Regions from separate parts of the Mus musculus genome. Here region 1 is linked to region 2. Evidence: chromatin contacts called from public HiChIP or PLAC-seq data. All regions are on one chromosome and are shown on one strand. Each heading gives the region's core, a stretch centred on a gene start, on an enhancer-like site or on the middle of the called end of the contact. The rest is flanking DNA. Distances are from core to core; before and after follow the strand shown.

Region 1 (3,813 bases), core at 59-2,558, 1.1 Mb after region 2:
TACCCTAAAACCAGATTCTTACTTCCTTGTCCTTGGCCAATGTCAGGTCCCTGCCTGAACTTACTCTTTTGTCATGCTCTAATGTCAAATTCCTTCCTGAGCTTACTTCCTTGTCATGGTCTCTTCTCCTCTCTCTCTCTCTCTCTCTCTCTCTCTCTCTCTCTCTCTCTTTCTTTCTTCCTTCCATTTTGCTTTTTCCTGTGCCTCCCCTTCCTATGAGATAGCATTGGCTGCTTGGTCACCAGTAAACCTTTCTTTCAACCAACCCACAGAGCAGTTTACTTTTGTGGTTTCACTGTGTCTTTGCTTACAAAAAGGAATGTGCCCATTCTCAGACATGACCTTTCTCTCTACCCTGGGCAGAAGCACTGTTAAGCTACTTTCTAGGTCTACAGATATATCTACTCTAAGTGCTTTGTAGAACTTGGATCAGATAACATGTGACATTTGGGCACATGTAAAGGTGTTAATGAACATGCTCTGTTATACAATAAAAATTAAATGAATTTAGGGTCACCTGAGTTCTTGAACTTACATATTTACTACTAGCTTTATGGCTTTGGGAAGTCATTTTATTTCTGTGTCTCTTTGTTTGTTTGGAAAATGAGATTAGCAGTTATCCTCTTAAAAGATAATAGTGAGAAATTAGATGATATGGCAAGTTCCTGGACAAGGTTTTGTTCAGTAAATATCGGTTGGTATCTGCATCCCTACATGCCCATAGCAGCATATGTAATTAATGGATGATTGATAAAAATGGTAATGTCATTCCTTTAGAATACCAATGGACTCTCAGTGACCCAAGGGAAAGGCAGTATCTATACTGGAAGATCTTCCTTTGCCTTTTGTCTCCCAGCCATTGTTCTCCTTCAACGTAGAGACAACACAACCCACAACAAAAGAACCTGAGATCAGAGGGAAAGCTTTTGGGGTCTGGTTCTGATGCTCACATACTGAAAGTTCTTAGAAAATTCAGGTTATTTCTCTCAACCTCTTGCATTCATTTTCAAAGACTTTTAATCTAATTGTTGTTGGGTTTTTTTTTTCATACTGTAGGACAAAGGAAGCTGGAATTATATACCTGAACAATGTGTGAACTATCTTTCAGAGATGAGCAATAGCATGGGACTCCTACATAGGAAGAAAGAGAAAAGGAAAGGACAAAACAAAGGATCTCATGCAAGGGAAAGAAAAGTTCAACCACCATTCATCAATGAAATTAAATCCAGAGATGTCCAAACAAAGCAGGAACTTTCACCATAAAAATAATAAGGCTGACTCACAGAAAAGAAATCCATTAGCATGCTAATCCAATTCCTCAAAATAAAGAGAAGGAAGACATTATGATAAGTTTAGTTGACTCATACTTACAATGCAGGGTGCAATGATTGAATCAACAGCTTGAAGGAAATTTGATAGAATACTCCAAAGTAGGAAACCTGCAAAACAATTCAGTCTTTATGGGAGAGACATGGCTGAGTCTTGAAAAAAAAAAAAAAAAAAAAAAAAGGATGCAACTTCTTTTTTTTTTTTTTAAAGATTTATTTATTTATTATATGTGAATACACTGTAGCTGTCTTCAGACACTCCAGAAGAAGGTGTCAGATCTTGTTAGGATGGTTGTGAGCCACCATGTGGTTGCTGAGATTTGAACTCAGGACCTTTGGAAGAGCAGTTGGTGCTCTTAAGCGCTAAGCCACCTCTCCAGCCCAGGATGCAACTTCTAAGAGAAGGTAGTGTAAGTTACACAAGTTTTCTGTAGATCCCAATTAAAAAAAAAAAAAACTACAATCCTACAAACTTTCAGAATAGTTAAGAGAATAGATATTAGTTGGAATTGGCTATTTAAGTAGTTTAGCTTTAACAAGGTAAAGAAAAGAATAGAAATAATCTTGGAAACTCTCCACATTTTGCCTTGTTGGTTTTTGATTTTTTTTTTTTAAATAAAGAAGCTAGGCAAATTACCTATCTTCTAGTCAGAAGCAATTATGTGAAGTTCAGATGGAGAAATATAAAGCTGGTGTCATGGAAATATTCAAATTGATAAATTCCAGCCTTTTTAAACAGGCTGAGGAGTTTTTCAAAAATAGCCATGAGGTAGGATCCATTATTAGCATAGAAGTAGGCTGAACATTCTCCTCTGAAATTACTCTGGCTCTTTATCTGTATCAAGTGATTTATGTCATGATAAAAAAGAAATCTTTGATCCAAAGGAACAAGGCCAATAACATTTTCCATTTATTTATCTCTTTCAAAGAATATATAGAACAGTAAAACATATACACATGCATGTATACATATAGATGCATTTATTTACATGCATAGCTAATGGATGCATAGTTTTCTTTCAACTAGGTATTAGGGATTTGCAGGCAATCAGAGGGCAAGGAATGTCGCAAAGATCACAGCACAGAACGGACCCAGCGCAGGAGATTTATTGGGGTGGGTGGTGGAGAGAATGAATGGCTGCCTCAGACTGAGGATGGACAAGAAGAGGGCAAGCTGTGCAGCATGGGTTTCATAAAGGGTATGCACCCCACAAGGACAGTGGAAATGCGTGGTGTTGGTGGCTGGTGATGATGTGACTGCTGGCTGAGCTGCAGAAGGCAGGCTGGTTCTGGAGTGTGGGCAGTCTTCAGTTAACAAACACTAGAAGCTTTTTCTTTATAGCCAAGGTTATCCCGGAACTCACTATGTAGCCCAAGATGGCCTTGAATTTAAAGCCATCTTCCTGCCGCAGCCTTGCGGTGCTTAGGATTATAGATACATGCCACCATACTGAGCTTGAAGTGTTTCAATTCTTGCTAGACCTGGTACCATACATCTATGGCCTACTTATGTACTTACGGAGATGCTATTCTAAAATATTCTATTGCCTTGCCTCCTACTGTAAAAATGATGGCATTCTCAGAAGCCAGGCAAACCTGAGACTCCATTTCTGATTTTCATAGGATTCAACTATCCCACTCCTGAATAAATATCCAAAGGGTGTAACTGACACCCCCGCCCCCGTGTTTACTGCAGCACTACTCCAAATAGCCAAGATTGGTAATCAACACAGGTATATCCACCAGCATATATTAAGAGACTTATGTACAACTGGATCTTATTCAGTTACAAAAAAGAAGGAAATTGTGTCATTTGCAACAAAATGGATCAAACCAAAAGACTTTATACTTAATGACATAAACCAGGCACAGAAAGACAAATACTATATATCTTGAATGATAGAATATTAGGCTTCAAGAAGAGTAGACAGTGGTTACTAGAGCCTAGGAAAGGGAGCAGAAATAAAGAAGGTTAGATACCGGACACAAGCAGTTAGATGGGAAGAATAATTCACAGTGTTTTAAAGTGCCAGGAGGCAAGTTTGTTTTACACTGTGCCCAACCTAAAGCCCGCGGACTGCATTGGCTTCAGGGTAACTATGAATGTGATTCACCATGAAAACTTACTCGAAACCTTATGAGAAGTTGCTTTTTTGTTTTTTCATTTTTCTTCTTTTGTAATTTTATTTAATGGTTTTCAGTCATGAACTTTATAGATGACATCATTTGTGACACAACATCAAAAGGCTAGACATCCCTTCAATCTATTATATGTTCTATGAAGAACTAGAAAAGACAAATTCAAACGCTTCAGGAAATGATAAAAGGGGAGAAGTAGTCACCACTTTTATTTGATCATTATACATTCTACACATACCTGCAATAGCAAACTACAATCCATAAATATGTTTGACCATATGTCAGTATTAAGAACCCAGGTCTGGTGGTGCATGCCTGCGATCCCAGCACTTCAGAGGCAAAGGCA
Region 2 (3,993 bases), core at 1,227-3,726:
GGTCTCTCCTCTGGCCTGCGTGCTGAGAGGGGAGTCCCCAACATGTTGGATCAATAAAAATCCTCATGCGGTTTGCAGCAATGGCAGTGGTCTCTGTGGTCTTTGTGAGTGAGGGTCTTTTGACAAACTCCAACTCAAGCACAGAGAAAGGGGCCTTGGAAAAGTGGAGGGGCCACTCAGGACACCAAAAATCTAGTCTCCTTCCCAGGGCCAGGGTTTTTTAAAGTCTCCGAAGGGCCTTCCTCCCCTAATTGAGGGCTGGTCAGCTTGAAGAAAGGATGGCTGAGTGATCCACAGCTGCTGTATAGCTGGGTTCTGATTCAGCCTGGACTTGTTGGGCCAGTCCATCAGCAGGGGCCCCATTGTCAGAAAAGCCCACAAGACCTTTGTTTAAGGCTTTTATCTCAGGTCAGGCGGATGAGGTGAAATTGGGCCATCTCAGACATTCACTACCTTAATTATCAGGGCTTCTTTCTGTGTGTCTGTCTGACTATCAGGGAATCTGTCTATCTCCTGGTTCCTAATACCAATGTGCAGAATCAGAGGAAGCAGGTGCCACTCTCACCTATACCCTTGAGACAGGCATGCCTGTAGCCACACTTAGCTTTTTTTAAAATTAGAATTATTAATTTTACATATGTGAGTACCTTGTAGCCAACTTCAGACACACCAGAAGAGGATATCAGATCCCATTGCAGATGGTTGTAAGCCACTATGTGGTTGCTGGGAATTGAACTCAGGACCTCTGGAAGAGCAGTCTGGGCTCTTAACCGATGAGCCAGCCCCCACACCTAGATTTTTTTTTTAAGATTTATTTATATATTTCATGTGTGTGGGTACACTGTCCCTGTCTTCAGACACACCAGAAGAGGGCATCAGATCCCATTACAGATGGTTTTGAGCCACCATGTGATTGCTAGGAACTGAACTCAGGACCTCTGGAAGAGCAGTCAGTGCTCTTAACCTCTGAGCCATCTCTCCAGTCCCCACACCTAGCTTTTTACATGGGTGCTGGGGATTCAAACTCAGGTCCCTGAGCTTGCACGGCAGTTCTCTTACCCACTGAGCCATTAGACTCATATAGATCCTAGACTTACTAGTAACTTTCATGAATATAATAAAGATGCATTATTAGAAGTGTCGTTTTTATTTAGCTTGTTTTTTTTTTTTGAGGCTGGATCTCACATATCCCAGGCTTACTTCAAACCTTAGCCAAGAAGGACATGGAACTTCTTATTCTCCTGTCTTCACCTCTCATCAGGTGTTGGGATTACAGGCATGTGCCACTAGGCCAGGTTTATGGCCCTTAAGAGATCAGACTTAGAGTTTTGTGCCTCCTAGCAAGCACTGTACCAGTGACCTACATCCTACAACCCGGGAGATGTTATTTACAAATTAAAACATACAAGATACAGTTTGAAATAGTCAGCATTTGATAATTCAATTTTATTTTTATGTTCAGTGAATACTGAACTGGTCTGTCAAATGCCCTTTCAAATCTCTCAACACCATCCATCTCTCCTCTCTGCCCCGACTGGACTATGGACTACACATGAACATGGGAACCGTGATCTTTACCCAGTTTTGACTTTCGACTCTTGGACCCAAACATTTTACCTCCCTATTCAAAAACCTGCAAAACGTTGTCTTGGCTTTGAAAATCCTTCTGCTCTGTTTGCTTTTTAAAGCTGTTTGGGGGGACACCGCAGCTGTGCTGGGCACTGTGTACTGAGCAGACTCACGTTAGGATTGGCCACTCAGGCCTGGCCTGGGCTCGCTTGAGGCAAGTCCGCACCGTTGAGAGGGCTATCAACACAATGAAACGGAGGCACCCTTACTCACTTGGTCCCTGGAGCAGCTGCCTAAAGATTGTCTCACCGCAGCAGTCCCCACCCAACAGAAAAACGCTGCGCTAGATCTTACAATTTAGGCTCACTGAGGCTGTGTGTGTGTGTGTGTGTGTGTGTGTGTGTGTGTGTATGTGTGTGTGTGCTGACACCTTTAATCCAGGCACTAGGGAGGCAGAGGCAAGCAGATCTTTGTGAGTTCCAGGGCAGCTAGGGCTACATAGTGAGAAACCCTGTCTCAGGAAAGAAAGAAAATTCCTAAGAGGAACTAGATTTGAGGTTTTACAAGTTAACACAAGTCAAAAACAACCAGCATTATGTTATATACACTTTAATTTTTTTTTTCACACCAAGTGTTCAACTTGGCTTTTAAAAGCTGTAAGAAACATTTACTTTCCATTTAAATAACAACTTAAAATACTAGGGGTCTACAGCAGTGAAGCCGGATTCCTAGTTGTAGTAAACTGCAGTCACCAGCGCGCACACGCGTGCACACACACACACACACACACACCATTTTCCAGAATATTTTTCTTGCTCCCTGGCCATTTTGCCTCTGAGTGAACATTTTATCTTTGAGTGGCTGCCTCTCTCCAAACCATCTTAAAAGGTCCGGAGAAATAGCAGTTCCCACTAGAGGGCTCCCTCATCCTCCTCAGCCAGCAACCCTCTCCACACCCCGCACGCTCGGCCCCCTCCCCTCCCCTCCCCTCCCCTCCCCTCCCCTCTCCTCCCCCCCCTCCCCTCCCCTTCGCTCCCCTCCCCTCCCCTCCCATTCCCCCCACCCCCACCCCCCGCACCGCAGCCCCCACTTTTCCCCTCCCTCGCTCCTCTCCTCGCTCCCCCCCCCCCCCCCCCCCCCCGCCTCATCGGAGTTTTGTTGAGCTGGTCTTGGTCTTCCACTTAGCTGCGTTCGGATTTTAATGACTAATCCGGGGGCTTCTTCAATTTCAATTAAGACAGGCTATTTTAGCAGATGAACTAATTGCCTCCATACAGTTCTTTCCACTCTAATCTCCACAAGGGATGGACAGCTGTCACTTAAAAGCACTGGTAAATTCTGTCCTTAGGCCAGGGAAGCCTGCAATCTGGATTGGCTGCAGGGCTTCAAAGCCAGCTGCTCTGGGTACAGTGGAGGACAAGTGGCCTGGAAGAAGGGCATGGCAACCCAGTTCCCGGGGACTGTGTCCTGAGGGCAGTGAGGCACAATACCATCAGCTCTTCCAGCTTTTCTAGAAAATCCAAGAATCTTGTGGTCCTTCCTAGGCCAAATGTTTGTGTTCGTTTTACAAAAGAACATTATTATCTGTCATTAGTAATTGCTGTATCTTTTGTTTGTTTGTTTGTTTGTTTGTTTTTTCGAGACAGGGTTTCTCTGTACAGCCCTGGCTGTCCTGGAACTCACTTTGTAGACCAGGCTGGCCTTGAACTTAGAAATCCACCTGCCTCTGCCTCCCGAGTGCTAGGATTAAAGGCGAGCGCCACCATGCCCAGCAGTATCTTTTTATTTTGATTTCCTCTCTGACAGAGTGACATTCTCCATCTGGGAGTGGGTGGCACCAAGTAGCTACAGTTCTAGAATCCAAATAAAGAGCATTTGAGTTGGGGTACATTGTGTTTGTGTTTAACTTATTATTTTTTTATTCCCATCTGTATGTGTATGAGCTCATTGTGTGTAGGTGCCCTCAGAGGCCAGAAGAGGGCGCCTGAATCCGTAGCGCCACAAGCCACCCTGACATGGGTGCTGGAAACCCAGATCTGGTCCTCTGCAAGAATGACAAGTACTAGCTGGGCAGTGGTGGCGCATGCCTTTAATCCCAGGACTTGGGAGGCAGAGGCAGGCAGATTTCTGAGTTCAAGGCCAGCTTGGTTTACAGAGTGAGTCCCAGGACAGCCAGGGCTATACAGAGAAACCCTGTTTTTTTTGTTTGTTTGTTTGTTTGTTTTTTGTTTTTAAATAATTAAATAACCAGCACTGTTAACTGCCGAGCCATCTCTCCCCTCTCTTATTTGAGTTTAACAGCACCCAGTTCCATTGTTTCCAGTCATTTGCATGATTGCACAAATGACTCCCAGAAACTCTCCTGTCCACTGTGACCGTTCGCATAGAACAGTGTGACTTGTAACTTAAAAGATAAAATTTCCA

The links. HiChIP or PLAC-seq counts read pairs in DNA pulled down with a chosen protein or histone mark.
Region 1: an H3K27ac HiChIP or PLAC-seq map of embryonic stem cells shows a contact between it and region 2, with 19 times the contacts expected there. The contact joins two enhancer-like sites. A contact is called at or near these places in 8 of 484 Hi-C or Micro-C datasets (the G1E-ER4 cell line, cortical neurons, embryonic stem cells and 3 more) and 2 of 115 datasets of contacts at active chromatin or transcription factors (both in embryonic stem cells).

What each region holds. Positions count from the first base shown.
Region 1 is chr14:76,990,548-76,994,360 of GRCm38.p6, forward strand. No RefSeq gene overlaps it. Among named protein-coding and RNA genes, the nearest start is that of Lacc1, 44 kb to the right of the region's middle. Within about 2 kb of position 1,309, at least 12 of the 459 cell types and tissues checked have an H3K27ac peak or open chromatin away from gene starts, as enhancers often do. A contact at or near this core is called in embryonic stem cells, where this site is marked.
Region 2 is chr14:75,868,400-75,872,392 of GRCm38.p6, forward strand. No RefSeq gene overlaps it. Among named protein-coding and RNA genes, the nearest start is that of Gm52138, 20 kb to the right of the region's middle. Within about 2 kb of position 2,477, at least 21 of the 459 cell types and tissues checked have an H3K27ac peak or open chromatin away from gene starts, as enhancers often do. A contact at or near this core is called in embryonic stem cells, where this site is marked.